Linked DNA regions of Mus musculus: regions 1, 2, 3, 4, 6 and 7 are each linked to region 5. Evidence: chromatin contacts called from public HiChIP or PLAC-seq, capture Hi-C and promoter capture Hi-C data. All regions are on one chromosome and are shown on one strand. Each heading gives the region's core, a stretch centred on a gene start, on an enhancer-like site or on the middle of the called end of the contact. The rest is flanking DNA. Distances are from core to core; before and after follow the strand shown. Region 1 holds the start of Shmt1 (serine hydroxymethyltransferase 1 (soluble)). Region 2 has its middle 20 kb from the start of Rai1. Region 3 holds the start of Pemt (phosphatidylethanolamine N-methyltransferase). Region 4 holds the start of Rai1 (retinoic acid induced 1). Region 5 holds the start of Drg2 (developmentally regulated GTP binding protein 2). Region 6 holds the start of Med9os (mediator complex subunit 9, opposite strand). Region 7 holds the start of Rasd1 (RAS, dexamethasone-induced 1).

Region 1 (3,415 bases), core at 867-3,366, 360 kb after region 5:
GAGACTGGGTTTCTTTGTGTAACAGTCTTGGCTAGACTGTTCTATAGACCAAGCTGGCCTTGAACTCAAAGACTGGGCCACCTCAGCCTGCAGAGCGTGGGATTGCCTGGTTCCCACCCTGCTTTTACCACTATGTCGGATCACAGTAGTGCATCCCCTTACTAAACTAATATATGTCCTTCCTGAAATAAGGTACTAAAATAAGCTAGTTTTCTCTGAACTACAAAAAAAGTTCAAATTCTTAAAAAAAAAATCCCATTTGTTTACTGTGTACAGGTGTAGGTACACGTGTTACAACACACAGAAGGAAGTTCCTAGGGGTAAAGTCAGTCCATTAGGCTTGTCTGTGAGTCCCCTAACTCAAGAAGCCATCTTGCTAGCTCAGAATTCTTCAAGGAGCTCAAGAAGCTTAGTGTATACTTGATTGATTGATTGATTGATTGATTGATTGATTTTAAAGACAAGGTTTCATGTAGCCCAGGCAGGCACAGAACTGGCATAGCAGAGAAGAGCCTGAAAGTTCTGGCCCACCCACTTCAGGAGTCCTCAGCTTATAGGCACGCCTCAGCACATTTAGTTTCATGGGATGCTGGACTGAACCCAGCTCCCTGCATTCCAGGCAAGCTTTCTACCAACCAAGCTGCTTTCCCAGGCCTAGCCTCAGTCAGGTATTTAATAGTTTTCAACAACAACAACAAGGTCTCCATATAGAACTATCCTGGAATCACTATGTAGACCATGCTGGCACTGAACTCTGCCTACTTCTACCTCTTTGTCTGCTGGGTGGGATTAAAGGCCATACACCACAATACCCAGGCCAGGGCATTAGTTTTATGTTTTTAGAGAGGGTTTTTCTATGTAGACCAGGCTGGCCTTGAATTCACAGAGATCTTCCTGCGTGTGCCACCACCACTCCTGGCTTACTTAGGGCTTACTTAGGAAGAAGATCTTCACACTATAGACTTTTGATTATTTTGTTTTCCAAGACAGGGTCTCTCTGCAGAGCCCTGGCTGCTGAACTGTCGTTTTTGAGCTAACTTTGGGGAAAACATACAGCATTTCCTTATTACTGTCTATAGGTCTGCCAAAGTCCATACCCACGTGTTAGGCTGTAATGGGGACAGGAACAGTGCGAGTCTCTCTGTGCCCTGCTTTATAAAGAGAGGAGGCTCTCAAAGGCCTTGGAGTGGCTTTAACTAAGGTCATATAACAGAGGCAGAATGTGAACTCCTGTTTACTTTTGGTGCTTCCCAGAATCCTGGGTAACACAATTACTCACCTCCATTCAATTTCCCCTCAAGGAAGAAATTTTAAATGTATTCTGTACGGAGCCTAAACTGGTGTTTCTGGTCCAGCAACTGCCTGGCTCAATTAAACACATTTGTGCTTGCTTCAGCTAACCAAAGGTCACCTAACTTCCAGACCTTGAAATAGAGGCACTGGGCTAAGAACGCTACAAGCCAACCTGTCCCCTAGATAGAGTAACGCACTGCAGATAATCAGGGTTGTACTAGTAAATCAAAAGCAGTGATTACAGACAAACCTCGGAAGCTTCGTTAACATGTATAAACCAAGGGGTTCCATCCCAGCACCACATGAACCGAGAGCGATAGCTCTTACTGGTGAGGTGGAGGCAGAACCATTAGAAGTTCAAGGTCATCCTTGGCTACACATCAAGTTCGAGGACAGCATGTGTGACACTCACACCTCAAACAAAACAAAAAGAAACAATCGCAAAGATTAGAAATTACATACCTTGTATTAGGAGCGTGGATTTTGTGAAAAGGTTCCAACCCTTGGTGCAGGGTGGCCTCCAGTTCACTTGGTTTCGGGAGCTGGCCGTAAACGTCTGTTCCTCCGGTCTTTATGAAAGGGACTAAACGCGTTGTGGTGGCGCACGCCTTTAATCCCAGCACTAGGGAGGCAGAGGCAAGTGGATCGCCGAATTCCTGGAGAGCGCGCGGAAAGTGACCACAGCAACACCTCCAGCCGGAACCCCGCAGCGGGCTGTCCTAACAGCCCAGCACGTGCTCCGGGAACCAGCCTCCCCACCACGTGACACACCACGTCCGGGGGAAACCCAAACTTGGCGCGCAGAGGCCGGAGCTCCACTAAACTCTCCCCAGCGCAGCCTGGTCCCGCCCCGCCCCTACAGCGGCCCAATCAGTGGGAGCATCCAGGTAGAGCCCGCCCCCAGCTGCCCACGCGCGATTCGCCCGCGCTCAGAGCAGGGCAAAGCCTGACGGAAAAAAAAAAAAAAAAAAAGAGCTCTGAACTGGAGGGGGTGGGAAGGAGGAGGGGACTGGGCGGTTCCTTACCTTGGGACCTGGGACTTTTGGGCAGTATTGCTGATTGTAGGAGTGTTTTGTGATCCAGAAGACCTGGATAGGATTGGGGATCGAGCCTGGTTCGGGTTCAGTTTCCAGTAACTAATGCACAAGTGTCCAGGGGATCTGCCTCCAGAGTTCTAGGATTAAAAGTATGTGCTACCATGCCTGACATAAATAGATCTTTTTTTTTTTTTTTTTTTTTGGTTTTTTGAGACAGGGTTTTTCTGTCTAGCCCTGGCTGTCCTGGAACTCGCTCTGTAGACCAGGCTGGCCTCGAACTCAGAAATCCACCTGCCTCTGCCTCCCAAGTGCTGGATTAAAGGCGTGCGCCACCACCGCGGGTCCTGGTGTCAGCCCACAGTAATCCCTATCTCAAATAAATAAGTAAACAAAAAAACAAACAAGACAAACAAAAACCCAGCTGGCATGACCAGAACTCTACAGGCTTTGGCAGAGGGATCTTGAGACAGAGGGCAACCTGACTAAATACCAAGATTCAGGCTAGCTGGCTGTCTCAAATATTAAAATGAGGCTGGCTGTGTGGCTCGGTGTTAGAGAGCCTGCTTAGCCTAAACAAGAGTTTGCGTTGTTTGTGTTACACACGCTAGTAAAAACGAATGAAGCAAATCATATTGCCATGGGGCTAGAGAGATGGATCAGTGGTTAAGAGCATTTGTTGCTTTTGCCGAGGTCCTGAGTTCAATTCCCAGTACCCACATGGGTGGCTCACAACCATTTATACCTTCAGTTCCAGGGGCTCTGATGCACACTTCTGACCTCTGTGGCCAATGCATGCATGTGGTACACACATACATGCAGACAAACACTTGCATATATAAATAAAATAAATTTTTAAATATATATTATTGCCATGTGTGCATAAAAATATAAAAATACATTGTTTAGTAACAAAATTAATTTAAAATGATAAGATTTAAAAAATCATTTTAGAGTCAGGAGGTAGTAGTGCAGCCTTTAGTCCCAGCCCTCAGAAGGCAGAGGCAGGCAAAAGGGTGTTAAATCCCCTAGAACTGGAGTTATAGTTGGCTGTGAACCACCACAAGGGTTCAGAGAACAGAACCTTG
Region 2 (3,260 bases), core at 647-3,146, 370 kb before region 5:
GCACAAGAACCATTTTTTCCTTGACTTCAGTTACTTTTAGAATGGCTGGTACAAGTGACCCTGTTTTTGTTGTTGGCTTTGACAAATGGTCCCACTGTATAGCCCAGGCTAGCCTCAAGCTCAGGACCCTCCTGTTTTAGCTTCCCAGTTCTGAGATTATGAGAATATACCACCCCATCCAGTGTAATCTCACTTCAATTCTGACAGGATCTCCCTACCCGCTGGACTCTGAACAGTTTCCTCCAAATATATCACTAGTCAGTCAGCCCAGCATCTGGCTTTGGTTGTCTCTCATCACGGAGGTGAAAAGTGTTCTAGTTTATCTGGCCTGATCTTGCATGGAGGTTGAGGGCAAGGTAAGTGGAAAACCTTTGCTGCTCCCTTCCCCTTTTAGTTAAATTCAAACAACAAAGAGCTATAGAAGAAGGAGCTGCTAGGAGCTGAAGTGGAGCTTACCTGGAGTCTGGGCTCAAGTTTAAGTCTCTCTGTCCTGTGGGTGATGTCCTAGCTTCTCAAAACACTGCTTAGGTTATTTTGTTTGAAGTCTCTTTTCTGGGATCTGGAGAGATGGCTCAGTGGCTAAGAGCACTGGCTGCTCTTCCAGAGGACCAATTCCCAGGTTCAACTCCCAACACGCACATGGCAGCTCACAACTATCAGTATCTCTAGCTCCAGAGGAGCTGACACCCTCACACCGACACACATCAATATACATTTAAATAAATTATCCAAAAGGAGAAGTCTCATTCCTGCAGAATGTCAAAGGTCCGCAGCACACAACATAACGAGGAGAACACAGAGCACAGCCAGGAGAGAAAACTTCAAAAAATCATTTTTGAAAAATTAGTACTTACTTGAGGCAGGGTCCATGAGCTGGGTTGTAAATTCATGAGGGAAGCATCAAAACGACGGGTAATTGACAAAAGAATCTATTTCTTGTCGTTGCACAGAACCGCTTAGGGTGATAATTATGGTCGGCAGCATTCTGCCAGGATTGTCAAGCTAGCCCACCTTTCTTCTCAGACGCACACTTACATTTGTTTCAGTCAGGGCAATGGGCTGTGGTTATCTACAATTTCCCATTTAACTGTTTAGGGCTGGTCTGGAAGTCAATATGTAGACCAGGATGGCCTTCAACTCACAGATATTTTACATGTCTTTGTCTCTGTCTCCAAAGGGCTAGGACTAAAGGTGTGCAGCATCATGCCAAGGTCATTTTAAATTGCAATTTTTAGGTGGTTTGGTGTTTTGCTTGCATGGATGCCTGTGGACCACATGAGTGCAGTACCCATGGAGGCCAGTAGGGGGTGGTGGATCCCCTGGGATTGGAGTTAAAGGTTGGTATACTGATGCTAGGACTCGAACTCCATCTCATCTCAGCTTTTTGGCTAAGATCAAGTGTAGGAATCGAACTCCAATCCTTTAGAAGAGCAACCAGTGCTCTTAACTCTTAACCACTGAGCCATCTCTCCAGTACTATCAATCATTGTGTTTGTTTTTTTGTTTGTTTTAAAGAATAAACAAACTGATTTTCCCACCTTCCTGCAAATTTTGTGATCACAGTTTGTTTGTTTTTTACAGCCAAATAAAACTCCACTGTGTATATGAACCACACGACCCGCTCATCTGTTGGTGGTTAACTAAGATAGTTACAGTTCCTTATTATTGTGAACAGAGCAGCAGTGAGCATGATGCACACGTGTCTCTGTGGGGCACAGAGTCCTTTGGGGACTTGCCCAGGAGAACAAGCTGTCTTTGAAATAAAGTAAAATGTGCTTGTTTACAGCTACCCTCCCTAGATGACCAATGTCTAATACCTTTTCCTCACCAAAGAGGTTCTTTATGAAGTGCAGTATCTGAACATGTCGAGTTATCGTTGCTTAAAGAGGACAAGCCATAATGTAATTAGAGGCACATGAACACAAGCCCGGGAAACTTCACACTGAGCAGTCTGCTTCAGTGGGTGTGGGGGCACACAGCTTTGATCCCAGTACTTAGCAGTCAGAAGCAGGAGAATCAGAAGGAGTTCAAGGTTCATCCTCGGCTACATAACAAGTACAAGGCTAGCCTGGGCTACATGAAACCAGGAAAGAATGGAGGGAGAGAGGGAGAGAGGGAGGGAAGGAAAGAAAAGGAAACTAGTCTGGAAGACATCAGCTTGGCAAAATGTTCTCCTAAGTTTTGTATTATAGAAGGTTTATATTAAGAACATAAACACATTCAATATACAATACACATGATAATTAGTATCGCATTTCTTTTCTGTGGTATTCTGTTAGAGTACTGTAAAACCGACGAAAAGAGTCACATTCCAAGTACCTGGGTGCATGGGAATTTTGGGAGGGTTCTATTCAGTCTGTGGCTCCACCATGGAACTCTCATCTCCTCCCCTCCCTCTCCTGCCTCGTTCTGTCATTTTTTCCCTAAGCTAATGCTACCTTTGGCTCTGGCTGGCTCTTCTGCTCAGCGGCTCCTCCCCTAGAGCCTTTGGTAGCTCTGTCTCTTTACTCATCCATCATCCTTCTCCCAGACTCATTCCCATTCATAAATGTATGCCTTTCCCATCCTCGCCTCGGTGGATGTGTCAGTGTTCATCACTGTGACAAAGCTCCTGTGATACCAAGGTCTGAGAGCTTCCGGTCCACAGTTGGTTGGTCTATTGTGATGAAGCAGAGCATCATGATGGAATCAAGAGAGTCTGACAGAGTTGACTACCTCTTAGTGTCTAGAAAGCAAGGAAGCAGGATCCCAGGTTCTTTCTAGGGGAGTACCACCGGTGACTTAACTTCCTCTCCATGGGGACTACCTTCTTATGCCCCACCACCACCTGCAGGCCGGTGGACAAGCTTTAGCTTGTGGACCTTGTCTTAGTTAGGGTTTTACTGCTGTGAACAGACACCATGACCGATACAACTCTTATAAAGGACAACATTTCATTGGGGCTGGCTTACAGGTTCAGAGGTCCAGTCCATTATCATCAAGGTGGGAGCATGGCAGCGTCCAGGCAGGTATAGTGTAGGAGGAGTTGAGAGTTCTACCTCTTCATCTGAAGGCTCCTAGTGGCAGACTGACTTCCAGGCAGCTAGGGTGACGGTCTTAAGTCCATGCCCACAGTGGCACACCTACTCCAACAAGGCCATGCCTCATAGTAGTGCCACTCCTTGGGCCAAGCATATACAAGCCATCACAGACCTCTAGGGACATTGAACATTGAGTCCTAACTGACCATGGTTGAGAGGCCCAGAGCTCTAACTTCTTCA
Region 3 (3,516 bases), core at 426-2,925, 420 kb before region 5:
CTTCACAGATATATACGCCTGCAGGGCTGAAAGATGAAGCAATGCGTTAGAAGAGTTGGTAGAGGTGAAATGCCAAGCCAGAGGAAAAGGAGGGACTTCCCAAAGCAGCTTGAAATCCTCGGGTGGGGCCTGTTTGCTCCTAGGTCTGCAAGTTAGGGGTAGAGGAGGGCAGGGAGGACACAGGTGGGAGGACCAGCAGTCCTGAGGCTCTAGCCTGGCCTTCCCTTGCAGTATCCTCCCCTACCTGTGTCCTCCTCTGGCTGGCCTCCCTGCAGCTCCCCCAGGACATGCTAGGCCCACAGGTCCTATAGACCCTAAGTGTACTGCACGTGAATGCCCACTCACACATATCCAAATCAAATAAACAATGTCATTTTTAAACAGTAAGCTCACCATATTAGGGAAGGAAAGTGGAGGAGGGGTTCCTGGAGGAGAGAACATTTTACCCTTGCAGTGGGAACCCTCCCCTTTCCCCATGACCTCCAGAGAAAAACGTTCTCACAGTCTTTAAAGGACTGTCAAGAATTCAATTCACTGTCACTGTCCCAGTGCTGAGCACCATCCAAGGGAGCCTGTCCTGGTATAGGATGTTAACGACCAAAAAGTGACCGGGCCTGTGAGCGTTCCTAGGGCCATCCCTGAGGTCAGGGAACTGAGGTCTGAAAGAGGACTTATCACTGACCCCACCAAAGAGGAGCCAACCAGGAACTTGGAGAAACCCGCAGAGGCCAGGCTCTGAGGGCCAGGACCAGCACAGCAGAGCCCTTCTGGATCCTAGGCAGGAAACCCTACAAGATATGAACTTCAGCCACCAGGGGAGGGCCCACCAGCCACAATAGACAAGAATAAAAGACAGTTTCTGGGTCCTGGATCCCCAGCGTGAGATGGGTAAAGTGGGTGGTGAATCACACACACGCTTCTTTCCTGCTTTGTGAGAGCTAAGACGACAAAAGAAGAAAACTCAAAGATCAGCGAGTTAACACGGCTGAACCTGCAAATACCAGCATCCACCTGTCTCTCAGTTAAAGGCAAAGTGATCTATGCAGAGTATGACCACACAACCAGGTCCCCGTGCCCTGGTCAGCCTGCCTCAGCAGGTGGGAAGGGTTCATCTGGAAGCCAGGTCACCTTGAGGGTTACTGTTGCCTGGAGAAGTAGCCGCTTCCCGGGAGAGAGTGACTAACGCTGAGCAGAAATTAGAAACAGAGGAACTTGCTCCCAGCTCTTCACACCTGAGACATGGGGGGCCCCTCCCAAAGCCCACTCAGAGCTGGATTAGCCGAAATTAACCCCAAATCCTTCTGACATGAACAGAGAAGCCATGGCTTTCTCCCCTACGTCCTGCCTCCCAGCCAGTGTCAGATGGTCCTTTGAGCCATCCCAGCAAAGGAGGGGGGCCCCTCCCACTCTCAAGCTCCTTCAGGAGGCTTGACTCCTAAGTTCTCCCTTGAGGTCAGATGCCTAATGGAGTCTAAAGAGAGAATCAACCTACCAGAACCAGAAGGAAATGGGAGCCAGCCTCCAGGGACAGCTCAGGTCACCCTGATGATGAACTCAGCTGCAGAACCCCCACAAGCTGAAAGGAAGGCGGCACATAGCAGTTCTACCACACTGGGCACCTGGACACACTTCAGAGCAATGTTCTGTAGTTAGGGAATGATTTGCAGGGGGTCAACAGCACCCAGGGTGCAAGCTGCATTGTGACATCCAAACAAACAGCCAGAGTGCCAGACAGCCAGGGTTGCATTGATCACCTGAAAGTCATGGGCCTCTCTGTGACATGTACCATACACATCAAAGGATAAAAGGGACAGAGTGGGGCTGTCTCAGACCGGGGACAGGTTCCTTCATCCCATACAGTGGCCCTCTGCAATTGCATACTCTTCGCCCTCTTCCCAGCTATCCCAGTGTCCAGGAATTACCAGCAGATCCAGGAACATTCGCTGGGCAATTCCACAAGAGCCCTGTGGCCTGAAAGAAAGAAGCAAGGTACTGGAACCTCTCTACCTAGGTCTACACTCCCAAGAGGGGGAGGCACCATGTTTACTATTAAGGCATCCTTTCTGCCCCATTTCATACACTGTGCCCTCCCTGGATCTAAGGAAGGACCCAGTGAAGGACAGAGCTCTACCCTCCTCCTGAATGCCCACAGAGCTCACAGTAACCACCTGGACTGATCTGAGGTCAGGTTCCTTAACCGAAGTGGGTTAACAAGAATGCCCACCCACCCAAGATGACCCATGAACAGAGTGAAGAGCAGATGTCAGATACAGATGTGAAGGCCCTGGTGTCAAGCCACCTGGACTTTCTTCTGCTACATCCTAACTAAGAAATACAGATGTGTCACCTCTCACTCTCTCGACAGGCATGTATCCTAAAGCAAGAACCAGAAGACACTGACCCAGCAACATTCAGTAAAAAAATAAATACAAGTTTCAGGCTGTCAGCCATGGCTCAGTGATAGAGCGCTTACCTAGCACGTTTGAGGGTTCTAGGCTCATCCCTAGTAACAATCAGAGGGAAGCTGCAGTTGTGCCTTCTCTCACCTTTTCAGATAGGTGGACAGTGCCTTGACTGACCATTCACTTGGTGAATGACAGGTTGGTGCCAAGTGGCAGGCTGGCTCCCTTATGGCACCACAAAGTCTTCCCAGAGGGGCACATGGCTAGGACCTGACCCCACCTCCTGGACCACTTCTGCTGAGTACCTCAGGAGTGGCAGACCTGGTTCTGCGATATCCCAGCATGTTCTTTCACACAGATTTACCCAGCCACTTCACACCAGCTTAGAGGCAGAGGATGGGGAACAGCAGTAGGTGGAGCAGGGAAAAACATCCCAGTGTGCATGAGGGAGGGGCATAGGAAGAAGAAGTGGAAACGCACGGGCTCTCTGGAAAGTCAGTTGTGTTGGGTGGCATTTTGCTAAAACAGACACATGAAGGAACTTCTCACTGAAGCAAACACAGGTGAAAGGATGCTCTGCTAAAGCAAACTTGTGAGAGGGCACATGAAGGACTCTTCAATAATAACACGCATGGATTGGTCCACCTTGCATTGAGTAGTTGAATTCTATTTGTTGGAACTCCATAGAGAAAAATGCACTAAAAAAATTCTAGTGGTGTGCTGCAGCCTCTTGCTGCTTCCTCCATTGGCAGAGTGATGTCAGCTGAGACAGACTCACAAGCTGAGGCAAGACCCGTGGAGGACACGTGATGTTTGGAGGGGTCATAAACAGAACTGAACGGACAATGGCAGAGGTTGAGCTTGGCTTGCTGGTAGAGTTACCTGTGCAACGCTTGTGGATCTCTTGTCTTCCACTGATCTTTGCTTCGATAAGAGACACACAGCAAGCCAGGCGTGGTAGCTCACGCCTTTAATCCCAGCACTCAGGAGGCAGAGGCAGGCAGATTTCTGAGTTCAAGGACAGCCTGGTCTACAAAGTGAGTTCCAGGACAGCCAGGACTATACAGAGAAACCTTGTCTCAAAAAACCAAAAGAGAGAGAGAGAGAGAGAGAG
Region 4 (3,256 bases), core at 140-2,639, 350 kb before region 5:
GGAGGACCTAGGGTGGGTCTCGGCTTTGTCAGTATAAGTGAAGGACCTTCATAGATGTGGTGGGCTAGGAGAGAAGCAGTCAGGATGTATAGGATGAGGCAGAAGGGGTGAAGTGTCTGTTACAAGAAGACAAAGGTGCTGAACTTAGCACAACGCTCACACTCCTGATGAAGAAACAGGACTGAAAGGGTGACTGACTCACTTGTGTCAAGTCACCTGGGGACTTGGGTGCTTTGACCTGATGAATGGCTCAGACTTCGACGAAGCAGGTAACTCATGCCACCCTGAGGAGGGGAGCAGAAGCCTTGGGGTAGCCACGGCTCATGGGGCTGTCTATAAGTTAATCGGTTCATTTACAAATCCATTCAAAATTCTTTTACTTAAAATCTGTTGGTGGCTTACTTCCCACAGCACTAAGGAGGCTGCCTTTAGGCTCTTTGTAGTCCTACAGGCCCTGACCTTGGATTAAAATTCAGCATGCTTTTTTTTTTTTTTTTTGGTTTTCCGAGACAGGGTTTCTCAGTGTAGCCCTGGCTGTCCTGGAACTCACTCTGTAGACCAGGCTGGCCTGGAACTCAGACATCCGCCTGCCTCTGCCTCCCAAGTGCTGGGATTAAAGGCGTGTGCCACCACTGCCTGGCTAACATGCCCACTTCTTATCCCATTGGGTATGTATGGCCTCCTTACACTTGTGCTTATTCATCAAGAGCACTCCTGCCTCGGGGCACCCACACTTGTCTTTTCCTCTCAAAGAATGCTCTTCCATGCGCTGCTGGTGCAGGCTCCTTCCTGCTCTTCAGCGATTTGTTCAGACAGGCCTTCTCTCACTCGCAGCTAAATCCATCACTGCACCTGCTGATTTTCTTCCTAGCACTTATTTCGCTCTAAAATTATCTTCGTTATGGACCTGATCATTGTTGGCTGTCTGAGTCTCCCCTACACAATGCCAGCTCCTTGACAGGCAGGAACCGCACTGCTTCGGTACCCAACAAGGTGCCACATGTGCCGTGACTACATTTTTTACATCTAACTTGAGGAAATTTGAAACGGATTCTCCAACCAAAGAAACAGTCACAGGTGAGGGCCACATGGTGGTGGAATGAGCGGGGGACGGGGAGAGGCCTGGCCCAAGTCTAAGTCCAAAATCCTCAGCGAGTGATGAGCAGACCATGTCCTGTGGCTGTCCCCAGGCCTTTCTCGCCGGGCTGCACCTTCAGGCCCTCTGCCAAGCCCCTGCCCCCAGACAGACATGGGGCGTGCAGTGGGGCGCGCGGGCGCCAGGGGGCGCTGTCGGGGCGCGAACGGCCCACCTGGCACCCGAGGCCACGAGCGAGAGCTGCCTGGCCGCCCGGGAACTTTTTTCCTCGCGCTCTCGCTCTCCTGCTCCCCCCGCACGTCGCCCGCCCGCCCGCCGCTCTTCCTGTGTGGAGGGGATCGCATTTCTCTCGGGCTCCCGCGGGCATCAGGCAGGCCCGGCAGGGTGCGCGGTCAGGGCCCGCTACGCGCGCCGCCGGCTCCCGGCGCCCCGGTGCCACCCCCGCTCGCGCCTGGGCTCGGACAGGCCGCTTGCAGAGCCAGGCGGTGGTGGCGGTGGTGGCGGCGGTGGCCAGGGTAGCTGGCTGCCTTGTCGAGGTCCGAGGAAGGGGCCCCGCGGCCCACCCTCTTTCCCGCCCGGGCGGCCGTCGTGCCGGACACCCATGGGCGCGCGGGCCTCCGGGCCGCGAAGTCGCAGCGCCGGACGCCGGGCCCCGGAGTGACCGCGGGCTCCGAGGTGAGCGGGGAGCCCGGCGCGGGGACAAGGACCTGGGCGGGGGCGGCGCGAGGCGTGGGGACCCAGCGGGCAGGGGTCCGGGCGGGGGCCGAGCGCGCGTGGGGCGCGGACGCGGGGTCGCGCGGCCTGGCTTTGTGTGGCGCCGGCGTGAGGCCGCTGGTGGCCGTGTAGGAGCTGCATGAGGGGATTCTGGAGAGTCGGTGGCCCGCCGGGCGCCGGTGCTGGGACCTGAGGCCCAGTGTCACCGAGTGTGGGGCGGGGACGTGGGGCGGTGCAGCGAGGGCCCGAGGGAGCTTTGTGAGTGCGTTCTGGGTGGGGACGGGGAGCCGGAGGCTCGGGGTGTAGCCTGCTCCCGGGTGTCCGGACTGCGAGGGCCGCTCGTGGTGACACAGGACGCGGCGGTCGCCGCGTGTCCCCGCCTGGGCCTGTGCGCAGGCCCCGCACTGACCAGGAAACGGTCCCCGCGACCCAGGAGTCCCTTCGTGGCCAGGCCCTGGGCGCACGGGCCTTTTGGGGTGACGCCACCGGCTGGAGCCCGGGACACGCGAGCTTGGTGCCCTTCCGAAAGCGGCGCGGCGGCCAGGCCCGTGGGCCCTTTCGAGGCCGAGTCCCACGCCTTTTGGAGGCAAGAAGACCTGTGGGGGGGGGATACTGGGCCGAGCGCGGCAGGGGCGAGGGCTTGGCAGGGCTGGGAGGTGACATTTGGAGCTCTGGTCACAACTGGAGGCCTTCAAGGAGGAGCAGAGGGGAAGCGAAACACAAGGCAGGCTCCAGGTCGCGGCGGCCCCAGTTTCCCGGGGCGCCCGTTTTTCCCAGCGACCAGCTAGCTAGCTCCTCTTGGGGCTCCCGGTCGCTCATTCACACAGCAGGGCGGGAGTGCAGCCAGGAGCTGTGCCTGCGTCCCGGGAACCCAGGACCTGAGGACTCTGAATGGATTAAACCCGAGCGTCTTACGCTCCGAAGGACTGGGGACGTGAGGCTGCGTGCCTGCACGGCGAGCCCAGGCCGGCGCGTCCCAGCCCCACCGCACGCACTCCCGCAGCGCTTGTGTCGCGGTTCGAGCGGGGCCCCGCGCCCCCTCCCACCCCCTTTTCCAACGGCAGTGCTGTGTTGAGAATTCAAGGGCATTACATCTGGTTGCAATCTAGTTTCATGCGGCTGCTGGGCTGTTAAGACCTCGAGCTGACGTCAGAGCAGGGGAATTACTTCTTTTTATTTTATCTTTTTTTAGTTGTCTGCTGCCCTGGGAGGGGAGGCGGGTGGAGAGTGGGGCCAGGCAAGCTGTGATGTGGAGGCGCCAGCGCGATGGGAGCCCAGATCTGGGAGCTCTGCTTCCTATCCTATCCGCCTTCTCCTCCCCCATTCTCCACACTTCTCTCAGCTCCAGCCAGGCCTGGGTTGGGGGCAGTGGAGTGGAGGCCCTTCCTGGCTGACTACACAGCTGTTTCCAGAGGTTTCTCTGGGACGTGGCCCTTGGGATCTGGA
Region 5 (3,410 bases), core at 484-2,983:
CTGAACATTAACTCTCTGTGTCCTCTGTGGTTTTCTCCAGTGTCTTTGACCTTGCTGAAGTATCTTTTGATGGACAAGTTAAATATGTACATAGAGCATAGTGACCTCTCCCTGTGCAAACCAGCCCCATCTCCACAGATCTGCATGGACAGTGGAGCTCACAGCTGGCTTCCAAGACTTAGGTTTGGAGGAGTCGGATCTTCCTTGAAGGAAAGGCTAGCTGCCTTTTCCTTGATCTTGAGGTAGGCCCAATTCTCGGGCAGGCAGCAAAAACAAAACAAAAAAATTAAGGACCATGGGATCATGAAGCAGACAGCAGAGAAGATGTTAGCATTCTTGGAAATTGAGCCATTTCCCCCAACTGTAAAGTCAAAGTGAGCTTACTTCTGGGGTTACAAGGTGGTGGTAAAAGATTCCAACAGCCATATTAGGAAGGAGTTGATGGAAGGGGTGGGGATAGGGAATAAAAGAAGTGCAAGATACAGGTATATGAATGGAAATGTTATGGGGCTAGAGATGGCCCAGTGCTTAAGAGCACTTGTACTTGCAGAGGGCACAGGTTTGACTCTGGACCCCTATGGTGGGACACAAGCATCCCTCCAGATCCAGGCAATCTGATGCCCTCTTCTGACCTCTGCAGGCAACAAGGAAGACATGCATGTGGTATACACATACATGTAGGCAAAACACTTATACATGGAAAATAAAACATCTTTTAAAATGTTATAACCCATTATTTTGAATGCTAATTGTTTTTTAAAAGGAAATTTGAGGCAGAAGGGACCTGAGGACTTGGGCCTGGGCTTCTCAGGCCTTCTCATCTGCATTGACCACCCCAGCTTCCAAAATGCTCCATCACCTTTTGATACCCACTCAAAACATCATATAAACCTACCACACTTAAATCGTACTACCTTGCAGAAACAGCATACACATCTACTGCATTACCATGAGGGTGTGTAGACTTGGAGTTCACAGCCAGAGCTTCATTCTATCTTGGCACTGTCATTTAACAGCTGTAATTTGCAATACCTATTCGGAAACTGCAATGCAAGCGAGACTGGTGACCCCATGCACTTTGTTCTTGAAACAGACATGTTCGATTCCCAGAACCCACGTGGTTGTTCACCACCGTCTGAAACTATACTTTTAGGAGATCTGGTGCCCTGTTCTGAGCTCCACTGGCACATGCACATGGTGTACATACATATATGCAAGCAAAACACACATAAAATGAATACATCTAATTTAAAAATTAAAAAAACAAAAAAACAATACCCCACATTAAAGCTGGCATTAAGTGCTCTTAACGGCTGAGCCCAGTTTTGAACTTTTCGTTTGCTTTCCTATCTGACACTGATACTAGCTGTGCAACCCAGCTGACTTCAAATTCGCAGCAATCCTCCTGCTCCTGCCTCCTGAGTACTGGGATTAAAGGTTACTCCAGCAGGCTAGACCCCAAGACTCTTTTACTGCCTTTACAAAATGGGAGCCTTAAGACTTTCTGCCCATCTCCTTTTCTGTCACTATCAAAGAGAAAAGAGATTCCCCCTCTGCTTTGCAAACTCAAAGCAGTTTGGGGTCTGGTCCTAACGAACCAAAGTCAAGACCCGGATGCTCATCGCAGCTGGACGAGGTAGGAACGGATGGTATCTGCTCTCCACGTGGTGTGCCCGGACTCCGAATCTCGTAGCACCGGGAGCTCGGGAGGACTCCATTCTTGGTGCGCTTCCTGGTTCTGACTGCTTTGCTTCCGGCATTAGACGTGAGCGCTCAGCGCTGTAAGCTATAGGCAGCGTGAATCTCCGCCGAAGCTGCAACTATGGGGATCTTGGAGAAAATCTCGGAGATCGAGAAGGAGATCGCTCGAACGCAGAAGAACAAGGGTAAGGGCGGGATCGGAGGGGTCTCCCTTTCTACCCTCCTTGTTTTTCTTGTCTGTAAAATGAGGGGACAACTGGAGCCACCACCGAGGCCGGAGAAACACCGGGGAAGTGCCGAGGCGTGCGTGAGGCGGGAGCGGGCACATTCAGCGACGTGATTTCAGGGTTCTTGAGAGATCTGATCTGTGCTGGACTCAGTGTTCAAGTAGAGAAACCTCAGCGCGCACAATAAGCCCGTGACCCAGAAAGGCAGTGTCGGAGATTTTCCCCTAGGGTCCTGGCAGCTGGGCCTTCATGCTGAGAAGGGCAAGAGAAGACATCTCACAAAACAGCTTGTCCCGGCAGACAGGCAGGCGCCAGCGAGCTAGTGTCAAGGAAGTAGGGACTGGAGAATTTGTCCACTACGTTCTTGCTATGTAACCTTGTAAAGTCATGTCAGTTTTTGGCGACCCAATGTCCTCATCTGTGGATAGGGATAACACCCGCTCTGTTGTGGTTCACATGTGCAAAGCCCTTGCCAGAGTGATCACCTAATATTTAAAGTAAACCACCCCAAATACACAACACCAAGGAAGCATCAAACTGTGAGGGTTGGGGATCAGTGGAGAGGTGGGACTGCCAAGCAGTGTCTAGCCTTGGTGCTTTCCCGAGTCTTGAAGAAATGTGGTGACAGAGTTAGTGCTGCTGCCCTTCCTGTTCGGATGCACAAGGCTAAGTGACCTTTCCAGGCAGTAATGGCAGGGTGGGATTGATCTGACTTAAATTCAGGCAACAGCAGGTTCATAGGTCCTGAGGCAAGGATAAAGTCAGAGAAGGGTGGAAGGAGTTGGGGCAGGACAGCTGAGGTCCTCAGTCTCAACCATGTCCCTGCTATCATGCGGATTCGGTAAGACCTGAAACAGAATTCCTTCTCAGTAACTTAACCCTGTTCCCCAGAATTTGGAAGCAGTATGGTAACCCTAACAATACTTTTTTTGGTTTGGTTTGGTTTTTGGTTTTTCGAGACAGGGTTTCTCGCTGTAGCCCTGGCCGTCCTTGAACTCACTCTGTAGACCAGGCTGGCCTTGAACTCAGAAATCCGCCTGCCTCTGCCTCCCAAGTGCTGGGATTAAAGGCGTTCGCCACCACGCCCGGCCTGACAATACTATAAAGGAGAAGGAAAAGGGACAGGTGTACAGTGAAACAGTCTGTTCTCCCTCCATGAGTGCTGGGTGATGTCAGGAGAACTAAGCACAAGGTACCCATCCTCTGCCTGGGGCCGCAGTGATGGGACGTGTGCAGGGAGGCTGTGTGGCCTCCTGGATTCCGTCAGGGGCTGATCACAGCATGGCAAATTTGTGTATGCCACAGTGTCCCCTTCTTCCATGAAGTGGTGCACCACATGGAATTCCAGCACTACAGAAAGTGCCCTGTGTCCATAGAGAAGCAGGGCAGACCTGAGGCCTTCAAGCCTGACCCAGGTTTTCTCTGGACGTCTTCAGGATGTGACAAGTCACGAATTCAGGAACTTCCCGGCTGTTCGGAATT
Region 6 (3,386 bases), core at 396-2,895, 510 kb before region 5:
ACGTTATCAATTTGTTTTGTTTAGCCATATCTATTTATATCTCAAGAGCTTTTTAAAGAGATGCCCTCATTCTGCCAAAGATAGATTTGGGACTTGTAATTAAGTTATAAAACACATTAAGGGGGGAAAGATGATGTTTGGTTGCTATGAGGATAGTATCAATGGCTACTAGATGCTTTTTGAATTCTGAATAAAAGCTCACATTAACATTTTGAATCAAAAGTTACAGATCAGGGAGGAGCCTGGCATCACATACCTGTAGATTTTAGACATAGACTTGGTGTCAAGGAAGCTCTGTGGCTTTGTGATCCTGGGGCTGCTATTATAGCCCTGTAAACTTTTGTTTCTTTTTCTATAAAATGGAAAACTAAGATATACCTTCCAGAGTTTCTCGGTGGATTAAATGAGGGTTTTAATGGTTTCTCGTCACTTTCATTCCACAGTAGTAGTGATAGCTACTGTTTGCTAACACTGCCGTTTTACCATGCATTCTCCCAGATGTCTCCAGAGGTGTCTTCAAGTCTTTTCTGGCACACCTGGTTCCATCTTAGACCATTCTCTTCTCCCTTCTTCCTCAGGAATCATGGCCCTTCCCCTAAGGTGGAGAGGTCCTGGGTTAGAAGGAAATCCTACAGTTTCCTGCAGTGAGAAATGTTCTTCTAATCAGACACTTAGTTCCACAGGGGCCTGTATTCCCTAACTCCACTCCCCCCACCCACCTTTCCCTTTGGGTGATTAGCCCATTGAGTCATATTGAGAAGTTGTGTTCCCACTAATGGGATGAAATGCACCTAAGCCTGAGATGGAAGAAAGTGGCCATTTTGTTGAGTGTTTCTGCTATCTTATCTTGAGTTCTGGTGCACTCATTTTCAAGAAATAAATAAATCACCTTGTTTCACTTTGTTTCTGTCTTCTTTTGAGCAACACTGAGATTATTCTTTTCCTGACAGTGCCTCTGTTTAGAGAACTATCTGCAGCTCTGAAGAAAACAATTCTGAGACCTGTAGCTAAAAAACCTGAAAACACCATTGTGAAGTTCCACGTTCCTGCTTCTTTTTGTTTCTGAGATGTGGGCTCCTGGCCTCTCTTTACTGACATGGTTCCTGTCATCAAAGACAGATGTCCTCTCCCAGTTGACAGCTTCCCTAATCCCTGATTTTTGTTAGTCAGAATCAGAATTACTGCTACCCTTGTCCAGAAAATTTTTAATGGAGCCCATTTGCTTGAAATGAATAAATACAAGCCTATCGTAAAGTTCTCCTATTTGGTCCAAGATCTTAGTCTTATATACGTATGTAGTCTGGCACCTGCTAGATGCATACCAAATGCTTGAAGAACGATTAGTTTTCCCCTTGGCAGCCGTGTGGAACTAGTTTGTATGGCCTGTTTTGCTGTCGCCAGTCTGGGGCCCTCCTGGAGGCTAGCATGACACAAAGACGTGTAAGTCCTTGTCATCTGGATGCTCGCTGCCGCAGAGCCTCAGTTTCACACGGTGCTCACCAGCGTCATCCGTTCTTCCTGCCAGTCCCGGGGGTCCTCGTTGGTGTTTTGACCTCTCTCTGTCATGTGAACTAGAAAGATGACTGGAGTAGATTCCCTAATCCTGACTACTCAATTTAGCTTTCCCGACACCCGTCGCCTAGCAACGCCCGCCCGCCTACGCCCAGGGCGCAGACTCAGAGTTTTTTCCCGCCCGGCCTCCCCGGGCGCGCAGTTGTGACGCAAGCACCCAGCGCCCCTCGGCAGCTGCTGGACTCCTGGTGCTATGGCTTCCTCTGGGGTGGCGGGTGGGAGACAGGCCGAAGATACGCTACAGCCACCGCCCGAGCTGCTGCCGGAGTCCAAGCCGCCACCACCGCCTCAGCCTCTGCCGGTCGCTGCGCTCCCGCCGCCGGCGGCTCCGCGGCCTCAGTCCCCCGCTGGCGCGAAGGAGGAGAATTACTCCTTTTTGCCGTTGGTTCACAATGTCATCAAATGGTAAGGGTCTAGGAAAGGTTAAGACACCACTTTTTGCGACTCTAGTGTCCCTGGTTCCGAGCTGCCAAAGCCCGTGGGCTCTGGACCACGCCCCATTTTCCCAGAGGGCCCACGTTGTCAGGCGCCTTAAGAGTTACACTTTACTCCCGGGTGAAGCCCACGTACTGATCAAATGCATAGATAGGTTCTGCAGTGTCCCATCCCAGATCCTGCAGTGACTTGGGGATGGGTCTTAAGTCCTTACACATAGCCCGAAGGCAATTTTATACAGTTGTTTTAATTCGCCTGCGTTTTGACTGTTCGCATGAAGCCCAGAGCGGAATTTCTCACTTGTGGCATTATATGAGCCCCGAAAAGTGTTCGAATTTTGGTGGACCTCAGACGTTCAGACTCGAGATTCTCACCGTGTACACAGTTTAGTACCCATTTCAATGCGAGGCATCTTACCTGTGTGGGCTCTGTTAGGTACTAGGGTTGTACACCGTAAAGAAAGGAGCAGCCATTTACCCTTACAGGGCTTAACGGTTACAAGCAAAGAAAAACAAACAAACATTCTTAAAAGTGGAGAGATGGCGCACACCTTTAATCCCAGCACTTGGGAGGCAGAGGCAGGCGGATTTCTGAGTTCGAGGCCAGCCTGGTTTACAGAGTGAGTTCCAGGACAGCCAGGGCTATCCAGAGAAACCCTGTCTCCAAACAAACAAGTGGAGAGGGGAGAAGTGATGCTAGGAAACATTTGAAACGAAGACACAGAAGTTGCTCTGAATGATTGTGTCCCACTATTAACTTTATTCTAATAATTCTAATAGAATATACAAGGATGTATGGTCTTTTAGGCCCAAAGTCTCCAGTCTCCATGATGGCCTATGTTTTTGCTCACTCCATATACGCTTGGGTCATTTCCAAGAGGTACACTTTTTGGTGCAAGCATTCTCAAGTGTGCTTTGATAAACTTAGGTGACGCGGAACAGTTACTGCCTGGTGCCTCTTTGTGCAGTCAGGATTCTTAGCAACACTGGGAGTTGGACAGGTTGGTGGGTAAGAGCACTCGCGGTACAAACGGCACAAGGATCTGAGTTCCAATCCTCAGCGTCCACATAAAAAGCCAGTCATGGCTGCTCGTGCCTGGAGCCCCAGCGTCCCAGCGCTACAGACAGATCTCAAGAGCTCTGGCCAGGCTGCCTGGCTGACACTGTTAACTTCCTATTTAATATGAGACCCTGTCTCTAGGCAACAAGGCGAAGCGCTACAGTATAATACATCCATAAACTAGTGACATCATTATTTATTATCATTATCAAGCATTAAGAACTACCTGTAATTGTATAGGTAATACTTTTTATCCATCAGGCAGTATACTTTTTTTTTTTTCACACTCTTGTGAGTGGCGCATTCTGCTGCAACATTAC
Region 7 (3,026 bases), core at 267-2,766, 490 kb before region 5:
GCGGCCATGGCAACACCAATCACAGACAAGATAATGCCCTATTATTAGTCCTGCCCTGAAGCGAGCAGGACAGTTACTTTAAGTCTCACAGGCTGATGAACTTCACACGCTTTTTCTCAAACCTCTTGAGAAAAATGCCAAGCGCCCCTCTGCTGGGTCCTGGCATCCCAGAATCGGAGGTGACAGCTCCTGTCTTAGCTAGTTCTCTTTCCTTTCACAGCAGGTGACTGTCCCTTACTGGCTTGGTCTCCCCGGGCTGGGTCTCAGGGAGGGAAGGAGAAGGCCAATTGGCGCTCCTGTGGCACGGACCGCTAGTCCAGGAATCCGATTTGACTTTTGAACAAAAAAGGTCCTCAGGTTGTGTGGCTGACCCTGGGGGCTCCTAACTGATGACACAGCGCTCCTTGTCCTTAGCCTGGCTGCCGACACTGGTTTTTTCACGAATGTACATGAGGTCGCTGTGCACGCTGGGTCTGCGAGCAAAGGGCGCCAAGATGCCAAAGGCATCGCCGTGGTCGCCCCCGCCTCCGCTGCCCGCACGCAGAAGCTTCTTGTTCCTCAGAGCCTTCTTGTGCAGTACGTCGCAGTACTGCACAGATACCTTGCGGTGCAAGTCGGGGCTCATCTCGCTAGGCAGCTTGGCCATGGCAAAGAGCGCACGGAACATCTGGTCCAAGCTGCTGTTCTTCTTGGCTGAGATCTCGAAGTAGGCACAACGCTGAGGGTCGTCACCCACCAGCTGCTCAATCTCCCGCTGCTCTACTTCCCGGTAGAAGTCCCGGTCCCCTTTGTTACCGCAAATGACCAGCGGCACGTCCACATTCTCTTTGGTTTTGTTCTTGAGACAGGACTTGGTGTCTAGGATCTGCTGTTTGAGCCTTTGCACCTCTTCGAATGAGTCGCGGTTGTCTAAGCTGAACACCAGAATGAAAACGTCTCCTATAAGGGAACGAGTGGGAAAGGTGAGGACAGCTGCCAGGCACAGAGCTGCAGACACCCCAGGTGAAGGGGCAAGCCCCAAGCACAACACACCAGCCCCATCCACTCCCCTCAAGACTCCGGTCCCCCTATCCCCGTCGACTCCCCACTCACCTGTGAGGATAGAGAGGCGCCGCATGGCGGGAAACGGATGATTGCCGGATGTGTCCAGTATGTCCAACTGGTAGACTTCGCCGCGGATCGAGTAAAACTTTCGGTGGAAGTCCTCGATGGTAGGGGTGTAAGCATCCTCGAAACGGCCCGTGAGGAAGCGCGACACAATGGCCGTCTTGCCCACTTTGGATGAGCCGAGGATGACCATCCTGTAGCAGTTCTTGGCCGGGATACTCAGTTCAGAGTCGCTTGGGCACATCTTCTTGATCATCGCGGCCAGTTTCATTGGGTAGAGGGGCCCCAGGGGCGGATGCGTGGCCGAGAGAAGGTAGAGAGAGGGCTGCAGAGAACTCCGGAGTGACGGAAGAGCTTGGCTTCGGGACTGCGCGAGCTGGTCTGGGCTCTTGGGTACAGACAGCAGGCTCAGGCTTTCCGCGCCCCACACCGCCCTTATATTCAGTTGGCCGAAGCCCGGCCAGGCACCTCCCAGCTAAGGTGCGTCACGTCCCGCCCCCGGACGCGCCCAGCTCCTCCTAGACGCAGCGACCTCCGCCTTGGAGCCTGAGGCTCCTCTTCAGACCTACGTGCGCTGAAAGGAAAACTAAATCCAAACTACGGCCAGTGGGATCCGGCGCTTCCCACTTTTGGCCGCAGAGGTCCTGGCTGTGCCTTTGATTCACTTACCTCTGGGATCTCCATTCTCTTAACACTAGTGCACAGACACCCACTTTTCTTGGGCCTTAGTTTCCCCAAAAAATATTATCTGATGATAGCAACAGATTTGCTGGACATTTGCCCCAGGGCCAACCCCTTAGGTCCCCGGACTCTTGGTGCTCTCCTGGGCTTAGTGTCCGGTGTTTGTGGGTTTTCTATGTTATCGTCCGCGCTTTGCGCTTCAGCCACCAGAGGGAAGCAGGGAGCCCCACGGACCCGCTGGGATGCCTAAGGTTGTGGCCACTCTGGAGAGGGGCAGGAGGCTGGCTGGGGACCCTGACGGGGAGCGCTGTCATGGACTTCCTGTGCTCTACTTTCCCAACTAGAGAGAATCTGATCGATGGGGACCTCAGTAGAGGAGAGTCTGTACCTGACTTCATACTTCGAGACAAGCCCCTTTAAAAAAAAAAAATCAAAACAGGCCAGAGTACCTACAGCCTCCTATGGCTTTCGGGACTTTCCCCTCTCGTGGGCCAATTCATCGTCATTTTGCACTGAGGTGGCTGACTGGGGCCGATGATCTCAGAGGAGGCCTGGAAGCACAACCTTCACTGTAGTTCAGTTTCCCTTTCTGAAAGATGACACTGGTTCCTTGATTGTAAAGATTAAGTACAAACACGTTCCGAGACCAGGGCCTGGTCAGAACAATAAAAGTATAGTATCAGGGAGGCTGCCTAGGGGAGGAAGCCGGTGGCAGGTTGATCAGTAACCAGGACTGAGTGATGCTTGAGGAGAAACGGGACGCGTCTGCTGCTTGTAACTGACGACACAGGTGAGCTGTGTTTATTCTGCTCTGACCTCGTCTTATTTAGGAGAGGCCCAGAGACCGAGTGGCTGACAAATGCCCCTTGCCCATCCAGGCAGTCTTGGTGTCCCACAGGCAGGGCTAAAGTCATTCCCACCCATCCAGATGCTTGCACTATGATCCAGGATTTCAACAGAAACCCAGTCTCTAGATCAGCAGTGGGCATCCTGCCTGGAGCCCATGCAACGTAGGTGTATTGATTTGGTGGTCCCTGTGCTAAATGATAATGCTCTCCCTGGAGACAGAGAAGCAACACTCTGCATTTAACAGATGGGGGAACTGAAGCACAGGGAAGCACGCTGCTGGCCACCTGGCTCCCAGTCTTCCCTTCCTCCCCTCTGCCTGTGCCCCCACAACAGAGCCCACTACACAGGCTGCTGCGGTTGTCTGGCCCGTTTCAATCTAGCAGGATATC

The links. HiChIP or PLAC-seq counts read pairs in DNA pulled down with a chosen protein or histone mark. Capture Hi-C pulls out chosen DNA fragments and counts their contacts.
Region 1: a FOXA1 HiChIP or PLAC-seq map of pancreatic cancer cells shows a contact between it and region 5. The contact joins the promoter of Shmt1 here to the promoter of Drg2 in region 5. A contact is called at or near these places in 1 of 115 datasets of contacts at active chromatin or transcription factors (pancreatic cancer cells) and 2 of 9 other capture datasets (liver and pancreatic islet).
Region 2: an H3K4me3 HiChIP or PLAC-seq map of pro-B cells shows a contact between it and region 5, with 5 times the contacts expected there. The contact joins the enhancer-like site here to the promoter of Drg2 in region 5. A contact is called at or near these places in 4 of 39 promoter capture datasets (embryonic stem cells, hippocampal neurons and liver), 1 of 15 datasets of contacts at CTCF or cohesin (pro-B cells), 2 of 484 Hi-C or Micro-C datasets (the HL-1 cell line and embryonic stem cells), 7 of 115 datasets of contacts at active chromatin or transcription factors (the SCID.adh cell line, bone marrow-derived macrophages, embryonic basal ganglia and 3 more) and 3 of 9 other capture datasets (adipose tissue, liver and pancreatic islet).
Region 3: a contact with region 5 is called in an H3K27ac HiChIP or PLAC-seq map of double positive thymocytes, with 4 times the contacts expected there. The contact joins the promoter of Pemt here to the promoter of Drg2 in region 5. A contact is called at or near these places in 1 of 39 promoter capture datasets (pre-B cells), 2 of 115 datasets of contacts at active chromatin or transcription factors (bone marrow-derived macrophages and double positive thymocytes) and 2 of 9 other capture datasets (adipose tissue and liver).
Region 4: a contact with region 5 is called in a capture Hi-C map of macrophages, with 2.5 times the contacts expected there. The contact joins the promoter of Rai1 here to the promoter of Drg2 in region 5. A contact is called at or near these places in 3 of 39 promoter capture datasets (hippocampal neurons and liver), 2 of 484 Hi-C or Micro-C datasets (the HL-1 cell line and embryonic stem cells), 10 of 115 datasets of contacts at active chromatin or transcription factors (bone marrow-derived macrophages, embryonic basal ganglia, embryonic forebrain and 7 more) and 4 of 9 other capture datasets (adipose tissue, liver, macrophages and 1 more).
Region 6: a contact with region 5 is called in a promoter capture Hi-C map of liver, with 2.4 times the contacts expected there. The contact joins the promoter of Med9os here to the promoter of Drg2 in region 5. A contact is called at or near these places in 4 of 39 promoter capture datasets (cranial neural crest, embryonic stem cells, liver and 1 more), 1 of 115 datasets of contacts at active chromatin or transcription factors (large pre-B cells) and 2 of 9 other capture datasets (adipose tissue and liver).
Region 7: a contact with region 5 is called in an HNF4G HiChIP or PLAC-seq map of pancreatic cancer cells. The contact joins the promoter of Rasd1 here to the promoter of Drg2 in region 5. A contact is called at or near these places in 2 of 39 promoter capture datasets (liver and pre-B cells), 1 of 115 datasets of contacts at active chromatin or transcription factors (pancreatic cancer cells) and 3 of 9 other capture datasets (adipose tissue, liver and macrophages).

Annotation. Positions count from the first base shown.
Region 1 is chr11:60,809,149-60,812,563 of GRCm38.p6, forward strand. It overlaps Shmt1 (serine hydroxymethyltransferase 1 (soluble)), which reads right to left and starts at 2,117. Exons shown (of 12, transcript NM_009171.2): 1 at 1,756-2,117.
Region 2 is chr11:60,083,480-60,086,739 of GRCm38.p6, forward strand. No RefSeq gene overlaps it. Among named protein-coding and RNA genes, the nearest start is that of Rai1, 20 kb to the right of the region's middle. Within about 2 kb of position 1,897, at least 22 of the 459 cell types and tissues checked have an H3K27ac peak or open chromatin away from gene starts, as enhancers often do. A contact at or near this core is called in pro-B cells, where this site is marked.
Region 3 is chr11:60,035,330-60,038,845 of GRCm38.p6, forward strand. Pemt (phosphatidylethanolamine N-methyltransferase) reads right to left here and starts at 1,676. Exons shown (of 7, transcript NM_008819.3): 1 at 1,493-1,676.
Region 4 is chr11:60,103,624-60,106,879 of GRCm38.p6, forward strand. Rai1 (retinoic acid induced 1) reads left to right here and starts at 1,390. Exons shown (of 6, transcript NM_009021.2): 1 at 1,390-1,771.
Region 5 is chr11:60,452,858-60,456,267 of GRCm38.p6, forward strand. Drg2 (developmentally regulated GTP binding protein 2) reads left to right here and starts at 1,734. Exons shown (of 13, transcript NM_021354.2): 1 at 1,734-1,886. The coding sequence starts at 1,823.
Region 6 is chr11:59,946,502-59,949,887 of GRCm38.p6, forward strand. Med9os (mediator complex subunit 9, opposite strand) reads right to left here and starts at 1,646. Exons shown (of 2, transcript NR_045273.1): 1 at 1,323-1,646; 2 at 391-595. It overlaps Med9 (mediator complex subunit 9), which reads left to right and starts at 1,713. Exons shown (of 2, transcript NM_138675.3): 1 at 1,713-1,977. The coding sequence starts at 1,766.
Region 7 is chr11:59,963,428-59,966,453 of GRCm38.p6, forward strand. Rasd1 (RAS, dexamethasone-induced 1) reads right to left here and starts at 1,517. Exons shown (of 2, transcript NM_009026.5): 1 at 1,093-1,517; 2 at 1-939. The coding sequence starts at 1,378. The coding sequence ends at 383.